Linked DNA regions of Mus musculus: regions 1 and 3 are each linked to region 2. A link is a contact called in public HiChIP or PLAC-seq data. All regions are on one chromosome and are shown on one strand. Each heading gives the region's core, a stretch centred on a gene start, on an enhancer-like site or on the middle of the called end of the contact. The rest is flanking DNA. Distances are from core to core; before and after follow the strand shown.

The links. HiChIP or PLAC-seq counts read pairs in DNA pulled down with a chosen protein or histone mark.
Region 1: an H3K27ac HiChIP or PLAC-seq map of embryonic stem cells shows a contact between it and region 2, with 5 read pairs. The contact joins two enhancer-like sites. A contact is called at or near these places in 1 of 39 promoter capture datasets (pre-B cells), 5 of 484 Hi-C or Micro-C datasets (the G1E-ER4 cell line, LSK cells, Th1 cells and 2 more), 7 of 115 datasets of contacts at active chromatin or transcription factors (the SCID.adh cell line, bone marrow-derived macrophages, embryonic stem cells and 4 more) and 2 of 9 other capture datasets (adipose tissue and liver).
Region 3: a contact with region 2 is called in a FOXA1 HiChIP or PLAC-seq map of pancreatic cancer cells. The contact joins the promoter of Gabpb2 here to the enhancer-like site in region 2. A contact is called at or near these places in 9 of 39 promoter capture datasets (the 3T3-L1 cell line, the C10 cell line, the HPC-7 cell line and 4 more), 1 of 15 datasets of contacts at CTCF or cohesin (embryonic stem cells), 14 of 484 Hi-C or Micro-C datasets (CD4 T cells, the G1E-ER4 cell line, Th1 cells and 8 more), 13 of 115 datasets of contacts at active chromatin or transcription factors (the 230-238 cell line, acute myeloid leukemia, cardiomyocytes and 7 more) and 2 of 9 other capture datasets (adipose tissue and liver).

The regions. Positions count from the first base shown.
Region 1 is chr3:95,288,961-95,292,401 of GRCm38.p6, forward strand. Mindy1 (MINDY lysine 48 deubiquitinase 1) reads left to right here. Exons shown (of 10, transcript NM_199475.1): 3 at 2,062-2,119; 4 at 2,520-2,584; 5 at 3,165-3,323. Among named protein-coding and RNA genes, the nearest start is that of Mindy1, 7.7 kb to the left of the region's middle. Within about 2 kb of position 2,006, at least 13 of the 459 cell types and tissues checked have an H3K27ac peak or open chromatin away from gene starts, as enhancers often do. A contact at or near this core is called in embryonic stem cells, where this site is marked.
Region 2 is chr3:95,064,550-95,068,042 of GRCm38.p6, forward strand. It overlaps Pip5k1a (phosphatidylinositol-4-phosphate 5-kinase, type 1 alpha), which reads right to left. Exons shown (of 15, transcript NM_008847.3): 9 at 2,833-2,916; 10 at 1,263-1,311; 11 at 872-956. Among named protein-coding and RNA genes, the nearest start is that of Psmd4, 24 kb to the left of the region's middle. Within about 2 kb of position 2,207, at least 93 of the 459 cell types and tissues checked have an H3K27ac peak or open chromatin away from gene starts, as enhancers often do. A contact at or near this core is called in acute myeloid leukemia, adipose tissue, bone marrow-derived macrophages and 5 more, where this site is marked.
Region 3 is chr3:95,216,224-95,220,089 of GRCm38.p6, forward strand. It overlaps Gabpb2 (GA repeat binding protein, beta 2), which reads right to left and starts at 1,719. Exons shown (of 10, transcript NM_029885.1): 1 at 1,366-1,719; 2 at 1-45. It overlaps Mllt11 (myeloid/lymphoid or mixed-lineage leukemia; translocated to, 11), which reads right to left. Exons shown (of 2, transcript NM_019914.4): 2 at 2,321-3,866. Gm16740 (predicted gene, 16740) reads left to right here and starts at 1,234. Exons shown (of 4, transcript NR_108026.1): 1 at 1,234-1,835; 2 at 3,216-3,326.

The DNA of each region.
Region 1 (3,441 bases), core at 756-3,255, 220 kb after region 2:
ATGCTGGACTGTGCCATTATCATACCCGATGTTTGAGCGTACACATCAGCATCTGGGTACGCAGTACACAAACCATCCTCCAGCAGGTTACTGCAATCTCACAGACATAGACTTCTTTTTTTTTTTTTTTGTTTTTCGAGACAGGGTTTCTCTGTACAGCCTTGGCTGTCCTGGAACTCACTTTGTAGACCAGGCTGGTCTCGAACTCAGAAATTCACCTGCCTCTGCCTCCCAAGTGCTGGGATTAAAGGCATGTGCCACCACGCCCGGCTCAGACATAGACTTCTTACCACCTGGAAATGGTTGGTTACACAAACTGCAATTCAGGGTCCACTGGGAAATCCTCTCCAGTAAAAACACTTTGGGATTTTTTTTAAAGATTTATTTATTTATTATATGTAAGTACACTGTAGCTGTCTTCAGACACTCCAGAAGAGGGCATCAGATTTCATTATGGATGGTTTTGAGCCACCATGTGGTTGCTGGGATTTGAACTCAGGACCTTTGGAAGAGCGGTCGGTGCTCTTAACCACTGAGCCATCTTGCCAGCCCACACTTTGGGATTTTTATTCGAGCTCAACCCATGTCAGACATGACACAGTTCTGTGCCAGGCCAGGAGGGTGGCACTGTGAGAGATCCCAGCATGTCCTTGAGTGCATTGGCCAGCAGGCCAGCAGCTAGTGCTGACAGGTGGACATATGGTGCTGGAAACTTGAGGATCACTGAAGCCAGAGTCACACAGAGGCTTGTCTAACGGTATCAACACAGAGCCTGGGGATGCCATGTCCCTGGAGTAGGATAATGTGTCTGATTTTTTTTATTAATCTTATTCCAGTGGACATTAGTTTTGTTGTATTCACTGAGAAGTCAATGTTGTTGTGGGGCTGGTTCGTTAGTATGTCAGAGCCTGTCTTGTGACTAGATCTGTATCTTGCGAGAATTACATTATTCTAAGTCACACAGAATGTTTTCACCTATGTCTCTAACAGTAGGAGGCGCCTCATAGAAGGCGTGAGGTAAGGAAGTGCTCCCTGTGACCCTCTCCACCATCCGGATTTCTCTCAAGCCAGTTTTAAATTTCCAGATCACTCTTAGGTGCACCCGTGTCCCCTGCTCTCTCACTCTGGGAATGCCTGGCAGCATGCCCCGTTTCTTCCCTCGCCCCAGCTTTAAGCTCCTTTTCCCCATTCTGTTCCACCGTCGGATTGTTGTTTTAACAAAATCTCAATCATTGGGTTTTACCAATGAAGACTCAGGTACCGGATGCTGGGGTGGAGAAAGCAACATTGACCTTCCTCCTCAGCTGATGGATGTCCCAGCAGCAGCGCCCCTCTCTCCCACTGCCCGTCAAGCTGAATGTCCCTCCCTTGTACTTCCTGTGCATCTCTCTCTTGGCTCTCCTGACTCCCTCTTACTTTCCAGGAAATAATCCATTTCCTGCCACCTGGTTGCTTGCCCCTCCTCTTGACCTATGGTTGACTTTGTTTAATTCTGTTTACAATATTCAAACAGAATGCTCTTGATTTAAAATGCAGGCTAAGGTTGAACCTCACCACAGCTGGAAACAGGTTTTCCCAGTATCCACGCTCTCTAGGATCACAGTGTAATCAATATCCCACAGCAATAGCTCTCTCTTCTTCTGGGGTTCATGGTGTGATCAAACATCTCTCAGCATGGGCTCTCTCTTTCTGTCTCTATCTTTCTTGTTTCCTTTGTTTATTTACTTTTTGTTTTTGTTTTGTCTCCCTTTGTAGCCTGAACTGGCTTAAACTCACTACATAGACCAAGCTGGTCTCACACTCCTATAGAGATCCACCTGCCTCGGCCTCCCTAGTGCTGGGATTAAAGATGTGCGCCACCACACTCGTGCTTTTTTGAGGTTTTGAGACAAGGTCTTACACTGTAGGCCAGGTTGGCCTCACTCCTCCTGCCTCAGCTTCCTCAGTATTGGGATTACAGTGGTGAGCCGCCACGCCTAGCTTGGACCCGGCCTCTTGCTTTGTGTTCCTTCTTCACTGCTGGTAGTAAAAGCTCACATGTGACCACCCTTCCCTCTTCAGGTGAAGCTGCCCCCTCAGAAGGAAGTGATCACATCAGATGAGCTCCTGACACACCTTGGTGAGTGATGTAGTAAGGGGGAACCCTCAGGTGGAGCTCTGATGTGGGATTGAGGTTAAGGACGAGTCCGAGTCTTTTCTGTAAAGCTGAAGTATAAAAAGCAAAGATCAAAGGTTGAGAATTTTTCAGTTAAAGCACCAGCCAGTTCTGCCTGGAGTCACTACCCCGCCCACCACAATCACTGGTGCTGGGATCAAATGTAGGACTTGACCATCCTAGGAAGCACTGTAGCATTGAATTGGGTGGGTCTTTCACCTCTATAAGCCTATTTATTCCTCTGAGAAATTAAAATTCTGGATTGGAGTTTGAAAATCCATGGTCCTTCTCCAGAAGAGGGGGCAGCTGAGTTTTGGGGACGATTGGCAGGCTAGGGTAGGCTGATGAGTTTCCTGTCTTACAGGAAACTGCCTTCTGTCCATCAAACCCCAAGAGAAGTCTGAGGGCCTTCAACTTAACTTTCAGCAGGTGAGGCAAGAGGGCAGTGGATGAGTTCTGCAGCCTTGCAAGGGGACCCAGGACCTACTGAGAAGTCCTTGTGGCTGAAGGGCAGTTGATGAGGTCTGCAGCCGTCCAAGGGGACCCTGGACCTACTGAAAACCCTTTCTGTGTGAAGGGCAGTAGACATGGGGTCTGTGGGCTTGCAAGGGGACCCTAGACCCATTGAGAAGTTATTGTGGTTAATTTCTCATCTTGGTACCTTCTTAGTGAAGAACAACATCTCTCTGTCATGAAAAAAAAAAAAAAAAGACATTCATTTTTTTATTTGATAAAGAGGATTAAGGCAGCCCAGCATAGTGATGTATAGTGATGTGTGCCTTTAATTACAGCACTTGGGAAGCAGAGAGAGGTAGATGTCTGTGAGTTCAAGGCCAGCCTGGTCTACAGAGTGAGTTTCAATACAGCCAGGGCTCTGTCTCACAAAAGGGGGTTTGAGGTAAGAGGTGGATGAAACAAACGGTTTGTAAGAAAGCCAGACATGAAACATGGGATGGTGGGTGGCAGGGAGGGAAGGCTAGACCAGCCATCTTGTCTTTTCTCCCACCAGAATGTGGACGATGCAATGACGGTGCTCCCGAAACTGGCCACAGGTCTGGACGTCAATGTGCGATTCACGGGCGTCTCCGACTTTGAGTATACGCCGGAATGCAGCATCTTTGACTTGCTGGGAATACCTCTATACCATGGCTGGCTGGTGGATCCACAGGTGAGGACAGCAGGCCCTGGTGAATCTTGGCCAAGCTGGCATGAATAAAGCAAAAAGGGTTTGGGGCAGGCTGGGGCATCTGGGAAGGGGAGGCTGGAGGAGGGGTAGGATTTGGAGA
Region 2 (3,493 bases), core at 957-3,456:
CAAAGTTGTTCTGGAGCAAAGGTAGAAAAAGGGTTAGTGTAGAAAGAAGGCTTACAAAGTACTACCCAGAGAAGAGGGTCGAGTCACCTCACTTTGCAAAGATGAAAGTGACACACACACAGTGCTCTCTGCTCGGCTCTCACTGATGGAATGCTCTTGTTCTTCATCAGCATCACCCAGTCAACCCTATGGCGACCATGTCTACCCCTTCCTAGCATGCAGCACTGAAATGTCCACTGCTGCTTCACTTTGAAGACAGCTTTCTGCACCTTGTAGCCTGTCTGCAATGTCTAGGTCTTCTTCACATCACTACGGAACAACTCCTGCCTATGGTGAGAGCACAGGAGCAGCGCCTGGAATCTGCCAGTGTCACTAACAGGAAGTCTGAAAACGGAACACTGCGGCACTTCTGGATCGAGAAAGTTGCAGGAATGACTAAAAAACTCCTTCAACAGTCATCAGCGAGGCTTCAACCACTTGGACTAATCTGAAAACGCCTGACACCTGGACGTGGAAGAAAATTATGGCTAACATCCTTGCCAGTCCTTCCTACATAAAAGTCTACTTCTAGGCATCTGATCCTGCGTCACACATAGTCTACATCCACAACTACACCATTTTTTCCAGTCCCACCAATTTCCCAGAAATAGCCCTCACCTCGACGATACATGTAGGGAGAGCCAGGGGGGAGCAGCAACGCGGAAACACTGGGACAGACAGTGACTGACACAAGGACGAGAAGCAGCGCTCACAGGATGTAGGCAGAGCAGGAGAGGCCTCTGGCCTTGGCAGCTCCCTGACAGAGGTGTCTTGCCCCCCATGTCTTGGGGGAAGGGAGCCACTGGGGGATCATCTGGTAGAAGCCACTTACAGGGAATCTTCTTGAACACTGTGTTGCACATGAAACGCTGGAACCGCTCAGCATAGAAGCCTGGACGATGCACTGACACCGTATCCTGTTGAAGAGGAGACATAGCTACAGGCTTAACAGAGGCCCAGCAAAGATACGGCTACAGGGTTAAATAGAGGCCCAGCAGGAAAGAGGCCATGTCTTTTGAATAGGAGACACAACTACAGAGAAAAAGAGGCCCAGCAGAAGGCTGTGTTGTTAAAAAGCTTGTTCTCTTAGATTGAAACCCTACCAGAGGGGTAAAACCCATAAATGAAAAAAAAAAAAAAAAAAAAAGGAAGAAACTGCTGAGGGGACAAATGGCAAAAAATGGAGAAGTGGGAAGAAGGCCTTCAGCTGACATTACACTCACCCCATCATGGACCAGTGCTTTCCAAGAGTGCTCCAACTTCTTAACAAACCTGCCAAGAAAAATGTGTATCACACACTGGTTTTTTATGTGAAAGACTATAATAATTATTTATTTTAGAGACCTTAAAAAGACCATGATAACAGAAAACCTTCAACAGATAAACACATCCACTGTATATATAGGCTTTCAAGAGAACTGGCAAGGTAGTACTTAGTCCACAGAGACCAATGCTGCTTCTAGCTAAGTCAATGATTCTGCCAGGGGGAAGGGCAGCTTCTAATTCCCTGACGAGTCAGGGAAAACTAGCAAATGTCTGAGGCCCTGGGTTCAACTGCTAGAGAAGGCTGAGTAAGCACAGGGACACACGCCTGTCACCAAGCACACCATGAGCTCCAGCTCTGCCAGAGCTACAATGGGAGACCTTGTCTAAAAAACAAAAACAAAACCAGGACAAACCACAAACCAAGAGAGAAAAGGCAGCTGGAGGAACAGGCGGAAAAAGCTGGGAAAGTATAGCCACACTTGCGTAAGAGGTCTGGTGAGATGGCTCAGTGGGTAAAGGCGCTTGCCACCAAGTCTGATGACCTGAACCAATCCCCACAGCTGTCCTCTGACCTCCACGTGCTGGCTATAGTATAAATGTTCACAAACATATACAATAAGCAAATAAATGTAAAAAAAAGTTTTAGTTAGATAATAATCAGTAAATTAAATATTAAAGATTCGGTCTGCGTCAGTACTGAAAATGTGTTCGGAATAGAACAGAGCCTAGCATTTCCAGCTCCTCCTCCCAGCACGTCACAGCCGCTATCTTCCACAGGCGGTTTTCACATAACACAGATCTCATTTTCCTGTGGAAACGAGAATGTGCCTCTAGCTATCTCCTTATGTGGAGCATGACTCAGCCCAAAGGTTTCTCCCGAAAGTCAAGGCAGAGGGAGTGCTCCACCCTGTGCTCCTGAGGACAGACCAAGCATTCCACAGAGGACACGTCATGCCGAAGAGGAATAAACCCACCTAAAATCCATGGGTCACCAGACCGTGACTCAGGGTTCTTGCATCATGAGGAACTTTATAAAGAAGTACGTGGGGAGCTGGGTGTGGTGGCGCATGCCTTTGATCCCAGCACTTGGGAGGCAGAGGCAGGCGATTTCTGAGTTCAAGGCCAGCCTGGTCTACAGAGTGAGTACCAGGACTGGAGAGGTGGCTCAGCAGTTAAGAGCACTTGCTGCTCTTGAAGAGAGAGGATCTAGGTCAGTTCCCAGCACCCACAGGTAGCTCACAGCCACCTTTACTCCAGTCCTAGGGGATTCAACACCTTTCTCTACACGCCACAAGCACCAGACATTAGAGTGGTACATATATATATATATATACATACATACATACACACACACACACATATATATATATATATATATATATATATATATATATATATATATATATATATAGGCAAAATGCAAAACATATTCCCAAAATGAAAAAAATAAATAAATCAATAAAAGGAAAAGCCGTGAGTGGCTAGCCATGTCCTCTCTGTCCTAATCTGTGACCCACATGCCCTCACCTGTAGGACTGAAGAATATCAATGATGCCAATATAAAGCAGGAGCCTTTCTCCTTTGTTATTCCGGGCAGGGATGCCACCCATGCTGGAGAAGCAAAGGAAAAGAGTTAGAAAAATGTGTTTACTACAGGGAGAGACTTCTAACGTCAGCCGAATCTGGACATGGAGCTAAGAACTAAACAGCTGCCTCATCCCCCAGACTATGCCCCTCTGAGCATGCATAGAACCTCCTGTACTTCTCCCACAGAGCTCCATCAAGACTAAAATCACCACTACACAGCAATTTTGGAGCAGTCCCCCTATAAAAGCAAACATGCTGTTACTTGGGTATCTTAATTTGTCCCCATTAAGACACTTTCCTTGGCAGTCATGTTGTAAGACATCTAAAACATGAAACCATCTGAAACTTTTAGTAACTGTAACCACTGGACAAACCCAAGACAGTGAGAGAGAGGCCTTTGGCAGGAAAGCCTGTGATATGCCGTAATACAACTGAATGAGATGTATAGTGCGCACCTAAGCTTCTAGATCTAAACAACACTCTCAATCTTTTCATCCTAGAGAGCTCTCCCCAGTGCACTACAAACTTGGACACTTTTTTTCCCTCTTCTATTCTTTTAAAGTCAATGGCTCCATGAGCATCAGTGCTGTGAGCAGCTGCT
Region 3 (3,866 bases), core at 469-2,968, 150 kb after region 2:
GGAAGCCACAGGACAACTCGCAGGAGTTGGTTCTCTCCTTCAACTCTGTGGATCAAACTCAAGACTGTCAGTCTCGCTGGCTTTATATGCTAAGTTCCACCTGCCCAACCTATACAACCCCATGGTTCTGAATGCTACAGAGGGGAACTGTTCTCCCTTACTGGATATGCATCCACATAAACTTCACATGAGCGTTTGTCTAGTGTGTATCCTAAGATTTTTCTAAATTCTCTTCCTAGTCCCTCTGTGCTAGGAGTTGAATCCAGGGCCACAGGCATGCTACATTCACACTTGCCTCTGAGCTATACTCCCAACCCTGCCTCCTAGGAATAGGAAGCCAATAAAATACAAAACAAGACCAGGAGACCTTTCTGGGTCAAGTAGCACAGGCTGGCCTTGAACACCTGGATCTTTCTCTCTCCTCTTCTCAAGCACTGAGTACTTAGTGTTCAGAACTTTCAATAAATATTTTAATAACCATGGAGTGCCTGAGCACTTGACAAAGCAGCCCATTACCAAAGAATAATAACTTTTGTTTATCATTTGGGTGTGGTGGTTTGTTCTTTGCAAAGCATGTACAAAAAACATGGCTCACCTCAGTAATTCCAACACTCCAGGGGCTAAGGTTAGAGAATCGCTGTGAGGCAGCCAATCCAAACTACATAGTAAGACCCAAATATTGGATTGGAAACTAGAGAAAATCCTTTATAGGAAGAGGGAGACAGCAGAATTCCTGGAGGAAATCTGTGACAAGAGGTGCACGCTAAGAAAGAAAGCAATTGAAGAATTCTCGGTCTGTACTTTTTTTTCTTTTTCTCCCCCCCCTCACCCCCCACACATTCCCACTGGGAGGCCAGCTGTACAAGCATCTGTGTTGAGAACTGGATATAAGTCCATGACTGCTCTTGTTCACATTATGAACTTACTAAAGTTTCACGTTATTACTGGACCTTGAAAAGTCCAGTTCCCACTTCCTCCCTAGTCACATATCCCTCAGTTTTTGACATCAGCACTCTGCCAAACTCAGGGGCGCCAACTTGCAAGTGGGAGCCCCAGTCTGTAGTGGCAGCCCGGACTCCTGCGCCACACCGCCCCCTCGTGGTCACCCCATGTGGCCTTGGCTTCCCGGAGTCCAGCTCCCCAGCCCCAGGTCTTCCACCCACCCCCTTCACCTCCCAGTCCCCTCCCCTTCCTCCCGACAGCATCCCCTTCCTCTTGGTCCCTCTCCCCCCCGCCGCCACCCCCGCTCCGGCAGTGTGCAGGCCGGCGCCCACAGGTCCTGGCCGGGCTGGGCCGGCCACTTATCACTGCCCCTTGCATCGCAGTTCGGAAGCTCCGGAACCCTGCGTGTCCTTTCCCCCTCACCTATTCCGGAGCGCTGCCGGCTTCGCTCTCACTGGGCCCGCCAGTTTGGTCCCGTTTCTTTCTCTAGTTAAGACTCCTTGCCAGCGGCCTCACTTTTCGGCCTTTTCACATATGCATATTTGGGGGGGCCCTTACCCCCCCTCACGGAGAAATGGAGGCAATAAAATGGCGGACCCGGAAGTGAAGGCGCTGTGACTATACGTCCTGGCGGAGGAATCTGAAGGAAATGGGTTAGCGGAGCCACTTTGCCCTTCTCTCAGGACCTCAACGCACCTCTGAGTCCGACTCCTTCCTACTGAGGACCTCGTGAGCTGGAAAAACGTATACCGCGGGCATCCTGAGCGGGACTACTTAGCGAGGCGCAGGATCACCGATTACGTGGCTTACGTGAGGGATAGTTCCGGCAGGGGACGGACGCAGATGGTAGTTTTGGCGCCAACCAGTGCAGCGCTCGGAGGAACTGGTTACTGGTGCGTGTTGGCGTCCGCACTCTACCTTCCTGCTGGTTCAACGCCGGGCTAACTTGAGGGTTGGGGGAGAATCTTGCTTCCGCTATTCGGGACCTTCTGGTTATGCACTCCTGTCTGACCGGACACTTTCCCAGTGTCCTGAATATAGGTCAGGAAAGAACCCCTGAACTTTTGGGGGGAAGACTAGAATAGGATGGGACATGAAATTGCATGTCTTTCATTTACCAGTCTATCTTGGTTTCTGTTCACCATTTTAACTGATATAAGGACCGAGAGAAAGCTCGGAGAAAACCTTTCAAAAATCAATAACAGGACGCTGGAGCAATGCCTTAGGAGACCCCAGTTCAATTCCCAGCACCCACATTGCAGCTTACAACTGCCTTTAACTCCAAGATCTGACACCCTCACACAAGCAAGCATACATTTAGGCAAAACACCAATGCACACTAAAAATTAAAATCAGTAATAATAACAAACACGCCTTTGATCACAGCAGGAGGCACAGGTCTCCTAATTTAATACCAAAGTGCTAGGCCCACCCTAGCAGAGTCCAGCAGAGTCAGGTGGATTTCTCTGAGTTCAAGGCCCGCCTCCGAAGAAAACCACACAAATTTAAAAGTTAATAATGGGCTGGGGGGCGTGGCTAATCTCTGAGCACTGGCTGCTTACAGGGGAACCCTAGCAGGGCCTTGTAGATGCTTGGCAAGCCCTTCTACCATTGAGCTATGTCCAAATCCTAAATTGTTCTTCAAAGTCAAATATTAGACAGACAGAAGGAAGCGCTGGAGAGATGACTCAGTGGTTAAGAGCACTGACTGCTCTTCCAGAGGTCCTGAGTTCAATCCCCACCAACCACATGTTGGCTCACTTGTAATGGGACCCAATGCCCTCTTCTGGTGTGTCTGAAGAGTGCAACAGTGTACTCATATATAGTATAGTAAATCTTTTTAAAATAAAAAGAAAAGCTTCACTTAAAAAAAAAAAGAAAGAAAAAAAGATAAAAGGGAAAGCTGGATTCGGAAGTGTGAGTAAAATCTGTAGTACTTCATTGGAATGGAAAAAACTAAGCCCCAGACTTAGGATTTAACGTCTTTATTCCATAAATGAATAAACAGCTCCGCAATTCATCTGCAATAGCTTTGGAAGGAATGGGGACGGGTAGGGTCTGAACATAACTGCTTACTTCACGGTCTTATGGCGGCCAAAGAACTGTGTCAGGAATCACTGATTCCTATCACATACTGCAACTACAGAAAGGCAAAGCTAAAATACTTAGGACCAAAACATCTGCCTGTTCCATGACAAAATCACAATTTTATATAAATTCCCCTAATAATACTCTGGTGTTTCTTTAGATCAGATACATCTTTTGTCTTTTAGGAATTATCCTCATAGTGAAGTTTCCCTGTGAAGACTCAAATCTGATTTTCTGAGCATTTCTACCCACAGCTGGAAGCAGAGCTGGATATTAAAGGAGCTACCTCTGAAACGGTGCGATGTTTTTCCTCATCCCACTCCTTTGTTTCCCACCTTTAACTGCCTGCGTGTTTCTGGGGAAGAGAATGCATTGTAAGCAGCAGCAGCATTTCTTATCTTAGCCTTTTAGAAATCCTGTTTTGTAGAAAGTGTCTCAAAACTTCCAGGTTCTCATTACTTCTTGAAGCAGTATTTGCTTACTGGCCTGGTAGAGGACATTAGGGAGGCTCAAGTAATCTTTGAAGTTGATTAAAATGTAACAAACAAACAAAATAATTGGTCTCCCATTTTGCACAACTGTACCTCTCTGTGGTGCCTCAAATAAGGGTGATTCTTTTCTGGGATTAGTTAATATTCTCCGGGCTGACGGGAGGAAATCCTATGATCTAGTACTCCATTGATTAAACCCTTGACTTTGTGCCTAGAGGGCTTTTGAGAGAAACGGAGTAGGCAGATAAATAAATAAATAAATAAATATAGATAGATAAATAAGTACGTACATACATACAAACCTACAATTCAATTGGCAGATTCATCAGCACCACCAGCACAATA